Regions from separate parts of the Bombyx mori genome. Here region 1 is linked to region 2. A link is a contact called in public Hi-C data. All regions are on one chromosome and are shown on one strand. Each heading gives the region's core, a stretch centred on a gene start, on an enhancer-like site or on the middle of the called end of the contact. The rest is flanking DNA. Distances are from core to core; before and after follow the strand shown. Region 1 overlaps LOC101738278 (monocarboxylate transporter 7). Region 2 overlaps LOC101738278 (monocarboxylate transporter 7).

The links. Hi-C and Micro-C count contacts between places; a contact is called where the count stands out from the background.
Region 1: a contact with region 2 is called in a Hi-C map of midgut, with 1.6 times the contacts expected there. The contact joins two enhancer-like sites. A contact is called at or near these places in 5 of 7 Hi-C or Micro-C datasets (middle silk gland, midgut, posterior silk gland and 1 more).

The regions. Positions count from the first base shown.
Region 1 is chr23:11,398,150-11,403,775 of ASM3026992v2, reverse strand. LOC101738278 (monocarboxylate transporter 7) reads right to left here. Exons shown (of 9, transcript XM_062675253.1): 4 at 4,638-4,726; 5 at 4,286-4,401; 6 at 3,986-4,174; 7 at 2,836-3,879; 8 at 2,629-2,754; 9 at 430-1,976. The coding sequence ends at 1,825. Among protein-coding and RNA genes, the nearest start is that of RpS30, 11 kb to the left of the region's middle. Within about 2 kb of position 1,490, at least 4 of the 8 cell types and tissues checked have open chromatin away from gene starts, as enhancers often do.
Region 2 is chr23:11,355,205-11,360,822 of ASM3026992v2, reverse strand. The region is part of intron 1 of LOC101738278 (monocarboxylate transporter 7); the gene reads right to left. Among protein-coding and RNA genes, the nearest start is that of LOC101738278, 8.0 kb to the right of the region's middle. Within about 2 kb of position 3,067, at least 1 of the 8 cell types and tissues checked has open chromatin away from gene starts, as enhancers often do.

The sequences.
Region 1 (5,626 bases), core at 241-2,740, 45 kb before region 2:
TCAGATGTACTGTAGTCATGCACGTATGCGAACTTCTCACATCCCCCAAGTCCGTCCCCGCTTCAAATAGACCCTGCTTTTTTTTTATTGCTTAGATGGGTGGACGAGCGCACAGCCCCCCTGTACATAAATGCCGCCACCTACCTACCTGCTTCACGGCAAAAATAGGCGGGGTGATGGTACCTACCCGTGCGGACTCTCAAGACGTCCTACCACCAGTAATAAAGGGCCTGCTTTATAAAGCAGGGAGCTTATTCTCGAGGTTCGCCAGGAGGCCCATCCCGTACCCCCGTATGGGTGTACAACAATCCAGTAGATTAGATTAGATATGTTTCGTTAATCGTAGACAGTGTGACGTATTAGTAAAGATTACACTATAAAAAAGAATATAATGTTCAAAAATAAAAGTGGGTATTCAAATGACCATAATTTTTAAAATAGGAGATTTATTTTTCATATAATGTAAACACACATTCAATGATATTAAATCTAACGTTGATTTGCCCATCTTTACAAATATAATTAAGACGACATGAAAATTTCGAACATTATTAACTGATCTCTTCTGAGAAATAAACCACTAAAACATTTTAATTAATTTACCTTTGATTATTGAAACTGGATGAATAATTGATGAAAGTTTATTTAGTTTTAAAGAAATTCATTTGTTAATTTATTGATCAATATTTTTTGCAGATGCTAATTAAGAAAACGACTATGATTTATTATTTACAAATGTAAACATAATCTAATGACCACAGCCACAGTTGTCGAATTAAAACTAAACAAACATTTAAAACTAATTTACATGTTTTCATTAATGCAAATAAAGTACAAAGGGCATTCGGAACAACAGATTCCATTTAAAAAATTAAAACATTAACAATATTTATAAACTAATTTCTATTTTATATAAGTAATTAGGTATCACTTCAAACATAAGGCACAACTGATTATAATTACAACGTGTTAAGCAAATTCGTATTACACGCGAGTACATTAGGTACTTGTAAGATAGCTTACTATTAAATTACAAAGAGCATTATGCCCTATTTTTAAGTATAAAATTAGGCACACACATTATATAATTTAATTAAAGTACATTTTGGCTTCAGATCATCTCGGGTCTTACCTTCGACAAAACCGCTAAACTAAACTCTACTACTCGATTCTTTGTACTTTTAAACCTCTAAATATATATTAAATGCATAAAAATGACTTAACCGAATCATTGCTCGTCTTGTCGAAGTGTCCAGTCGGGAATGTATCTCATTATAAAATTTCAAATTAATCGAATAGTTTTGTAGATAAATTCGAAATCTTTTTTTTTGTACTATTATTATATTTCAAGAGCAACTCATACGACTCATATTCATGAACGAACGCGTCGAAAACCACATCTAAAAATAGCCAATCCAAACGCTGCGAATGGTCATTCATGAATACAAGAGTAATCGGTACCTACCTACCTAGGCATTCATACAGCGCCGTCGATCATTAACCATTCAACGCACGCGACGAATATACAAGCTCGCTTACACGACGGACCCATAAAACGTTCTAATTTGCGATCCACGTAACGTTATTCGCATTCTAAATCTGGGAAAAGTTTTAATTGCGGAGAAAACGAACCAACATGATTTTCATTATTACATTATTACTTTCATTAACACTCGCTTTCGTTGACCACATCATTCTGGCTAAAAATTGAACGTATGTTAATTATTTTTGAATCTTGCATTAATGTTTTGGGTAGTTTACACGATTATTGCCATTCACGTTTTGGCACTAAAGTCTTTTTATAATGGAGTTCTTGCTTGAGGCTCAAGCTGTCGGCGAAGAGTTGTGTACTTTGCGAGACTTCTCCCATTTGCTGATCGCATCCACAGGATAACACATAACCGCAGACAACAACAGGAATGCACCGGACACGTAGAACGATTTATCGTAACTAAGGGTCAGGTCATAGAGCATGCCTGAAAAAATAAACATACGTAAAATTAAACTTTGTTCTAAACAATATTCAAAATTTAAAACGGTACAGCTAATATGCTGATTTAAAGAGTTTCAGATCTGACCCTCCAATTATAATATCTAATTTATAGCAGAAGACAAAATAGCTGATAGCATTTCATCGTGTTTGTCAACTAATAATACTTTTGCTAGCTAGCTATTAGTCATTGATGAGTTGTAGTTTTATTAAGAAAAAGCTTATTCTCCATTACTACATAAGAAAAAATGCCAAAAACAAAAGATAAAGTGTAATATTTAAAATTAATGAATGTTGAGATTTCAATGATTATGAACTTCGATCACTGGGCGAACTTTAGTTACAATAAAGAGTAATTAAGAAGAAAAGACTTAGCATTGTTCTTTTAATAGGTATGTATGTAATAATTTTTTTCAATAAATATGCGGGCGTTTTTCAAGGTAGGAATTTGGCACTGTGCCTATTAAACTATTTCAACCGGGTCAATGCAACGCGGAGAGCGAAAGGATTAGGTAATGTTCCGTGAAAGTTACATCAGAATGTCGCCCACACAATAACGTATTTATATTTTTTGATTAAACTAAAATAGCTCTCAGAACAAAATAATCATAACGTGAAATTGTACATATAAAATTTACCTGCAATAGGCACTCCCAACACAGCACCAAACCCTTGGAACAGGAGGAATAGCCCGAAACAGTTGGTTAACTGTTCTAGTCCAATATACTCCACTACCAAAATTGAACGGAGAGAGGCGAAGCACGCTGTAAATTAGTCGCAATTTAATTATATCATAAGGATACGTGAATGCTTATCACATCAAAATACATGATTGAATAACATACCAGCAGCCAGTCCGAAAATGGCGCAATAGGCAAATTGGAAAACGCTGTCGTAGTACAGTCCGCTCATCATAGTTGCAATCCCCCCGGCGGAGATGGCGATGTTGTTCAACCACAAAGGGGATATCTTCGGCATCGACGATAGAAATCCACACATCACACGACCAACTATGTTCGATATTCCTATGGCGGATATAAGCCAACCGGCGATTGCTTTATTCATACCGTTACTTTCACCTCGTCTCTGTATGTACATGTACGGAACGAAGAAGCCTAACATTGTGAAAAATCCACTTAGAGCAAGGATGACAAAGGTCGGTGATCGGAATAGACTGACGTCTAACATGGTAGCCAATGTCCTTTTCACGGCTTCAGGGCAGAAACGACATTTTCCTGAGGATTCCTCTTGAGCATCTTCTTTTGTAGGAACGTGCGTTACTGCGAGATGGTATCCAAGCGAAGTCCTAGATGTATATTGAGGCAATCGCGTCAAACTGGCTCCAAAGAAAATATCGTCCCGGTACAAGGGTCTGGCCACTAAATCAGCATGAGAACGACGTTGATGGAAACGGTTCTGTGTGGGGACAACTTTCACAGCAGCTCCAATAAGGGGCTCAGTGTTGTCGATGTTACCGTTTGAATCCTCTTGTTCATCTTTCTCAGCGACTGGCATTTCGATGAACATAGGTTTGTTTCCAAGTGTATTCTTTATAGCTCCAGCATTCGCTGACGATCGTCTCCCGGCGTGTGAATTGCTCAAATGCGAGTTACTGCCACGGAATACCTCTTCGGCAGTCGGGTAACGTGTGTTATTAGGCACGCCCATCCAAGTATGAGGGCTTACTTTGTTTGTAAACTTCATTTCTGGAGGCATGCAAATTCCAGAATCGAGTTTGCTGTGTAACTTGATCATGGAGTTAAGTTTTTCGACGGCCTCCTCGTGACGTCTTGCAGTATCTTCTTCATCTTGTTCGTCGGCTAATGTCACGCGGACTGGTTTGATCGGCCGGAATAGAGCACCAAAGAGCATGCATAGGAGTAACATGGCTAAAAAAAAGAAGATAATTGCTTAACTTTTCGAAATATGGAATATGAAATAACATTTAATTTTTGTCACTATGAATTTCAAAAGTATAAAATTTAAATAATTTACCTGCATGTATGAGCACAATAAGTCTCCAATTTTGTAAGCTTTCATTTAGTTTATTAGTTAAGATGGCGATAACGAAAGTGCCTACTCCGGAACCACAAAGTGCTAAGCCAGTGGCTAGACCTCTCCACTTTTCAAAGTAGAAACCAACAGTCAGCACCGCAGGCATATATATCATACATAGTCCAATACCTGAAATTTAATTATGGAGATATTTTAATTATGTAAAAGTTTATAAACAGCCATTTACTAATGCATTTTAACTTTTAATTAACGGAAAGCTTTTAATTTTCGAACACGAACCTCCCATTATACCGTAGATGATATAAAGATATTCTACGCTGGTTGCGTAGTAGGAGACAGCGAATGCAAAACTCGAAATCAAACTTCCGATTATTGTTACGACGCGAAATCCATACCTGAAATTACAATGTGATTGATTCATTCAAAGGTTCAATTACGAACAGTAAACATAAATTGAATAGAGTAACTAAATGCGAGACTAAGAAAATTTGTTATTTTTCTTGAATTTTCTATGGAATAGCTACTATGATTCTTCATTGAGAAATACTGCGAAATGATTCACTTCATTTTCTCAATGGAATTTCTCAGAATAAATAGTACATAAGCAATGCCATTCTTTAATAAATCTTACTTGTTAGCTAGTGCCGACACGAAAGGTCCAGCCAATAAGTAGAAGCCAGCCAGTAGAGAATTCACAGTAGCTACTTTTCCTTCACTAATCTGAAACAATGAATTAATTACATTTCATTATTACAAGAAAAATATAATTCTTGGCAGATGGGAAGGTTATATCATTTATAAATCGATTTTGTAGTAGAACCTATGCGTGCGGACATATATAATGCGGTTTAACACCAGCAATTAATCAAATATCAAGAATTTATTCCTTCATTGTAGAAAAGTCGTGTTAGTTCTTTGGTTGAATGTTGAATATTTAATGAAGTGTTTACAATAATAATTGTTATAAAAAAGAGTACATGCACAAGAGAGTCAAGTTTTTGATGTAATAATTTGAAAATAATTTAATTATCATAATATATTATACATATCAAATATTTTTATCAAATGTTCGGAAGCAATTTATATCGACAACAGAAAAATAAAGATACAGAAAATATGAAAGACCTTGAACTCATTGGCTCTAATAAGTAGGTCCGAAAACTTGGCACAATTAGACAAGTGCAAAACTGAATGAAAGCATGCTTTTTTTTTAAATACATTGCTTAATTTCTTAAATAAACCGAGCTAACAGGAAGGGGAAGTAGGATGTGAAACAGACATAACAGACGCAATATATCTTTGCTAAAATATTTACAACGAGGTCAGCCGGTTACACTACATATTTCTAATAGGATAGATACACTTTATGATGACCGATTTATTCATCGAGATTCAACATATTCAATAGAAATTGTGTAACAAGAAAAATAATTGTTCTTAGATAAACTCTTTAAAATTCACTTTCCTAGTATGAGTTCCTAAAATATAAATTTACATGTCAAACTTAGATATCAGATCTCAATGAAACTTTAGAACAATTTAAATATTATGTAATTCTTTTTTCTATGGTGATAAAGAAAAACTGATTTTCGTGTTAATTTTTTTTACTGTTTTCTAACG
Region 2 (5,618 bases), core at 1,818-4,317:
CACAATAGAAAAATAATCCATGAAATTGAAAAAAAAATTACAAATTTGCGCGTTCAAACTTCTTGGTAATGAGTTTCGTTGCTGAGATGACGTTTTCGGTTAAAATTTAAATAAAATATATGTATTAAATTGAGTTGATCTTAATTAAGACAGACGCTAGACAGACGAAATTTCAAGGGCTTCATTTTATTTGATTGGTTTACGGAACCATAAAACCTAATTTGTATTTCGAAACGTAACCTACAAAACGAATAACGTTCTCATATCAGCCAAACGTTCGCTTTGAAGACATCAAATTAATAATGACGCATGTTTAATTTTTCAATTATCTAAAACTCGTTTCATTCTGCGGATAAGGAAAAACAGCTTCGGGCTCGTGGTATTCCCGCAGCTTATCGAAATAAAGACGTCAAAGCAACTTTTAAATGTCAGTTTCGAGATACATGGAAAATCAAAATATTTTATTGAAACACAACTACGCAAGATAAATAATTTTATTAATACTTAATGGTTCCAATAGTTCATCGCTAACGCTAAGTATCTCCGACCAATCAGTCTCTATTATAGATGTTCCGCAGTCAAACTAGTCATATTTTTGAAATAAATTTTTTTTAGCAAAAATAAATGGCGCATATTAAAATTAATAGAAAGTTTTCGTACGAATAGGAACACATCTAAATATCAATAATCATTTGACATAACGTATAGCGCTATTTGGAGCATGAATCAAGGTGGACACCTGGCTAATCTAACAAGTTGTAATTCATAAATTAATATTTAATTCATAACGATACGGTACATGTGCGATTAGTACTTTAAAATAAATGTTTGGTTGATGACAGAACTCAAATTATTAGGACTTTTTTCTTGTAACCTTACAGATACGAGTAAATAATTTATTTTAGCCTAATGTTTATTGCTTAGATGGGTGGGCGAACTGGCGGGACATCTGCTGCAAAGTAATTACCGGACTACTCCGTACACATGAACAACGTAAATGGCGTCACTCAGCTTGAGACACGAGTTCTAAGTCTCAGTTTTATAGTCCAATGCCTGCCCCACCCTTAAAACGCATTCCTGCTTCACGGCAGAAATAGCAGGGCGGTTGTACCTAAGTGTAATATTCTATCATGTCATCTATTCTGTCATGACCTATGCAAGTATTTACTGGTGGTAGGACCTCTTGTGAGTCCGCGCGGGTAGGTACCACCGACCTGTCTATTTCTGCCGTGAAGCAGTAATGCGTTTCGGTTTGAAGGGTGGGGCAGCCGTTGTAACTATACTTGAGATCTTACACCTTAGAACTTATATCTCAAGATGGGTGGCGCATTTACGTCGTAGATGTCGATGGGCTCCAGTAACCACTTAACACCAGGTGGGCTCTGAGCTCGTCCAGCCATCCAGCAAAAAAAAAGTGTAGTGTTCGCTCATGCGGCCGGTAAATATATTAACTCTCTCCAGGTCATCCAATCTCGTTCGAAACATGTCTTGTCGGATCCACTCTCGGTGCATTTAGGACCGTCAAGCACCGGTCACCGTCCTCATCGAATTCGTCGATTGCGACGAACAGTTCGACGAGCTAACTAACCCATAGACACAGCCCACTGAGCTTCTTGCCGTATCTTTTGGGTTGCGATTCCGATCCGGTGGTAGATTCTGCGAAGCACTGCTCTTGCTAGGGCTGTGTTAGCAAATTCTTTCAGGTTGAGCCCGTGAGCTCTCCTACCCGTCCGGACGTAGCTGGAATAGCCTCTTAGGCTACCGGCGAACAGGTAGGGGAAAAAAAGCTTTAAATACGCCTTACCATTATTAATTACGCAGCTTATAATATCCGAAAGCTTAACCTATATTCCTTAAGTAATTTAAGACGATTTCTGAAGTACGTATTTTGTGAGAATAGTTGGTAGGTAAACCACCAACCTGTTGCTAACATGAGGCATTCATATGTTACGCTTAGAAGGGTTGGAACTGCCTTTAGATAGGTAAGTAAGTAAGTAAGATAGGTGAGTTTTTCTGTTTTAAAATTAGATTTATTGAGGATTGGGTATTAAAGCAATATTTTTATTTATTTTGTAACCTTGAATCTAAAACTTCTAATATTGTTAAAAATGAAAATATTTGGCAATTCAGAAAAATGTCAACTAATGACGAGGAACGAATCAAAAATCGAAGTCTTAACCAACCGTGGAACGTTTCAAATCATCCAAAACAGTTACGGTCGCGCGCTCTTCACCATGATTTGTTAGTAAAAAAACTTTTTACATTGCAATCACTGAATAGAATATACGTTTTACGACGAGCCATTGGTATGATTTTCAATTCTAAATTAAATAAAGCTTTCAAGAAGTCTTCTGAGTATCATTTATCAAACGTTGACGTGTTTTTAGGAAATCAAAAATAAATTGTTTCCGATAAAATTGTTCGCAGATAGGTTTAAAAATACTTTTACGGTTTATCTCTATTTTTATTCAATGTTTTGAGAGTTGTAAAAGATTTTTTTGTTTTTTTTATTGCTTACCTGGGTGGACGAGCTCACACCTGGTGTTAAGTGGTTACTGGAGCCCATAGACATCTACAACGTAAATGCGCCACCCACCTTGAAATATAAGCTCTAAGATCTCAAGTATAGTTATAACGGCTGCCCCACCCTTCGAACCGAAACGCATTACTGCTTCACGGCGGAAATAGGCGGGGTGGTGGTACCTACCCGTGCGGACTCCCAAGAGGTCCTACCACCAGTGATTACGCAAATTATAATTTTGCGGGTTTTTGATTTTTATTACACGATGTTATTCCTTCATCGTGGAAGTCAATCGTGAACATTTGTTGAGTACGTATTTCATTAGACCTCGTAGAGGAGGTTTGGCCCCTAAACAGAAAAAGTTTAAGTCACGAGAAGGTATCGTTAACAAACAATGCTCATTTTAGTATTTATCTAGTTTTAGTATTGCTACGACTATGACCATGGTTGATTTGTCCTCATCACGAATGCTAAAGGTCCCCGAGCTCGTGACTCTATCATCATTATTCTATGGGCATTTGTGAACCGCATGGGACCACACCGTCGTCGAAACGTTGCGTATATCTACACATTGATATGTGTTCAGTATTGTTTAGCTAAACTACCTGCTAGTTGATGTGTTACCTATTGTTTGACTTATGTTGAAATCGGTGATGAGCTTTGAAATATTTATATCATATTATGTATAGTCAGACTTTAAATCTTCTAAAATTTAAACATTTCATTATTTTGTATATGTATCTGTTCTAAGGTTTCTGCGTTATCATATTAACATTCTTTTTGGGTAGAAGCACTAGCATGTGTGCTACCAGTGATGACTTACGGTTCCGAGACGTGGTGCTTCACAAGGGATCTTTTTAGGAAGCTCAGTGTCGCGCAGCGAGCTATGGAGAGGGCTATGCTTGGTATTTCTCTACGGGACCGAATCAGAAATGAGGAGATCCGTAGAAGAACCAAAGTTACTGACATAGCCCGTAGGATTAGCACGTTGAAGTGGCAGTGGGCAGGCCACATAGCGCGAAGATCGGACGGCCGATGGGGCGGAAGGATCCTCGAGTGGAGACCACGTACTGGCAAGCGCAGTGTGGGACGGCCACCTACGAGATGGACCGACGACCTGGTAAGAACCGCTGGGTCACATTGGATGCAGGTGGCAACGGACCGGCCGCACTGGAGATCACTTGGAGAGGCCTATGTTCAGCAGTGGACAATGGACAGGCTGAGATGATGATGATGATGACTAGCGTGTACAATGAAATTGATGCTTCATTCATATTTCAAGAGATGAAGTGGAATTGCAGTTGTGACATCTAAGGAGTCCTATAACCACCTAGTCCGTAAGCCCGCGAACTTGTTGCATTGCATAATTCGAAGTGGATCTTCATCTTTCGTCACATTGCATTGAAGTCCAACAAAAAATAGATTGCGCCTATTAATACTAACTGATCGTCATTCTTTCGTGTACACATTGACACATGCAGATTTTCAGGACTGCTGCCAATCGGGGCACAGGGTTAACGTTCTATTGCTGGGCAAACTTCCATAAAGTAATTAACTTATGCAATATGCAATATGGAAGCGGTATCTGTTTTCTTTCCTCAATATGATCGAACAGTTTGAAATTAGGTCTGTAAGCGCGAGTGGGTACCATCATTCGGCCTATTTCAGCCGCGATGTAGTCACGCGTTCCGAAGGATGGGACAATCGTTATATAGTACAATTGAGACTTCGATCTCATGTCTCAAGGCATGACATCCACATTATCAGTAATCAGTTAACAACCGCTGGATCATGAGTCCGTTCATATATGCAATAAATGTGAGTACTCGGCAACGCAGACCCGTTACTTCTAGTTTAAGTCATGTGTGATAAGGGTACTTTATTTTAAAAATAGCAACCAGGTTGCCGATTCTTTTCCCTAAAACTGCATATCGAATCCTTGTAAAGCCATGATGATACTAAAGCAAATGTCAAAAAATTGGTCTTGATTTTAATTTAAAAAACCAAATTTACAACTACACTTATTGCACTTAACCCTCCATGATACAATCTATTTTCCAATCAAATTCAAATCCAATTCCCAATCAAGACGGATCAAAAAATCAACAAGAAGGAATGACAATTTCTAGGTGCTTAAATGCAAGCCTTAAAAAAAACTGAATTCTACGGACGAATTATACAAAAGCTGCAAAAATAAGGTCAAACAAAAATAGAAGATAGAAACATTGATTATGTAACCATTCTTACGAATAACGATCCTAACAGCAATGAATCTATCGGCAGCACAAATGTTTAGCCTGGCCCGCTGCATCGGAAACCTTCAAACTATAAAAAGATCAACGTAAACGCCCAAGCGTTTTTCTTAAATGTTTTCCAACGAAATACATCGGTACATTCGGCAACATTTCGTTGTATCGCATTGTGTAAGTGTGATGATTTTTCTATCATTAGATCGTTTAGGTTAAGCTTGGGAATCCACCGGCCGTAATGCTATAGTGATGAGGTCGATGTCTCGATTAAAATGTTATTACTGCAACTCTTTTCTTAGAAACCTAACGCAAAGCATAGATAGCCATGACTATGGTACTTAGGTAGAGCATAATGTGCCATTAACACCAGTATCGCAATTAATATTGGAATTTTAAACAAGAAGCCGACAGACTTATTTTTGATCTATGCAGAATTGAAACGATTCACATTTGTTAGAATGCATGGAAACAATTCAAAATGTTTATAGTCAACATTCGAATAAGTTATTTGTCTATTTGTAAAATTATTTTACTATCTGTTCTGAAAGAGATGAAGAGTAGAATTTAGTAAGTGAGAGCTATTTAAATTCAAAATAATGATAATACATAAATGTTTTGAAGGAGTTTTTTTTTCTTCCTATAAAGCAGTTTCCGGTGTTGCGTTACATATACTGACACGAATCACGATATGCACTATAATAACTGTCACAATTTAAATATGTACTGTATTTGAATGAAAAACATTTTTGATTTCAATTCCAATTGCTTTTCATTTAACGTATTTATTTCTAATTATCCTCGTAGTTGTTGAGAATATTGCTGCGTTAGGCCACACTATACGCGTAATT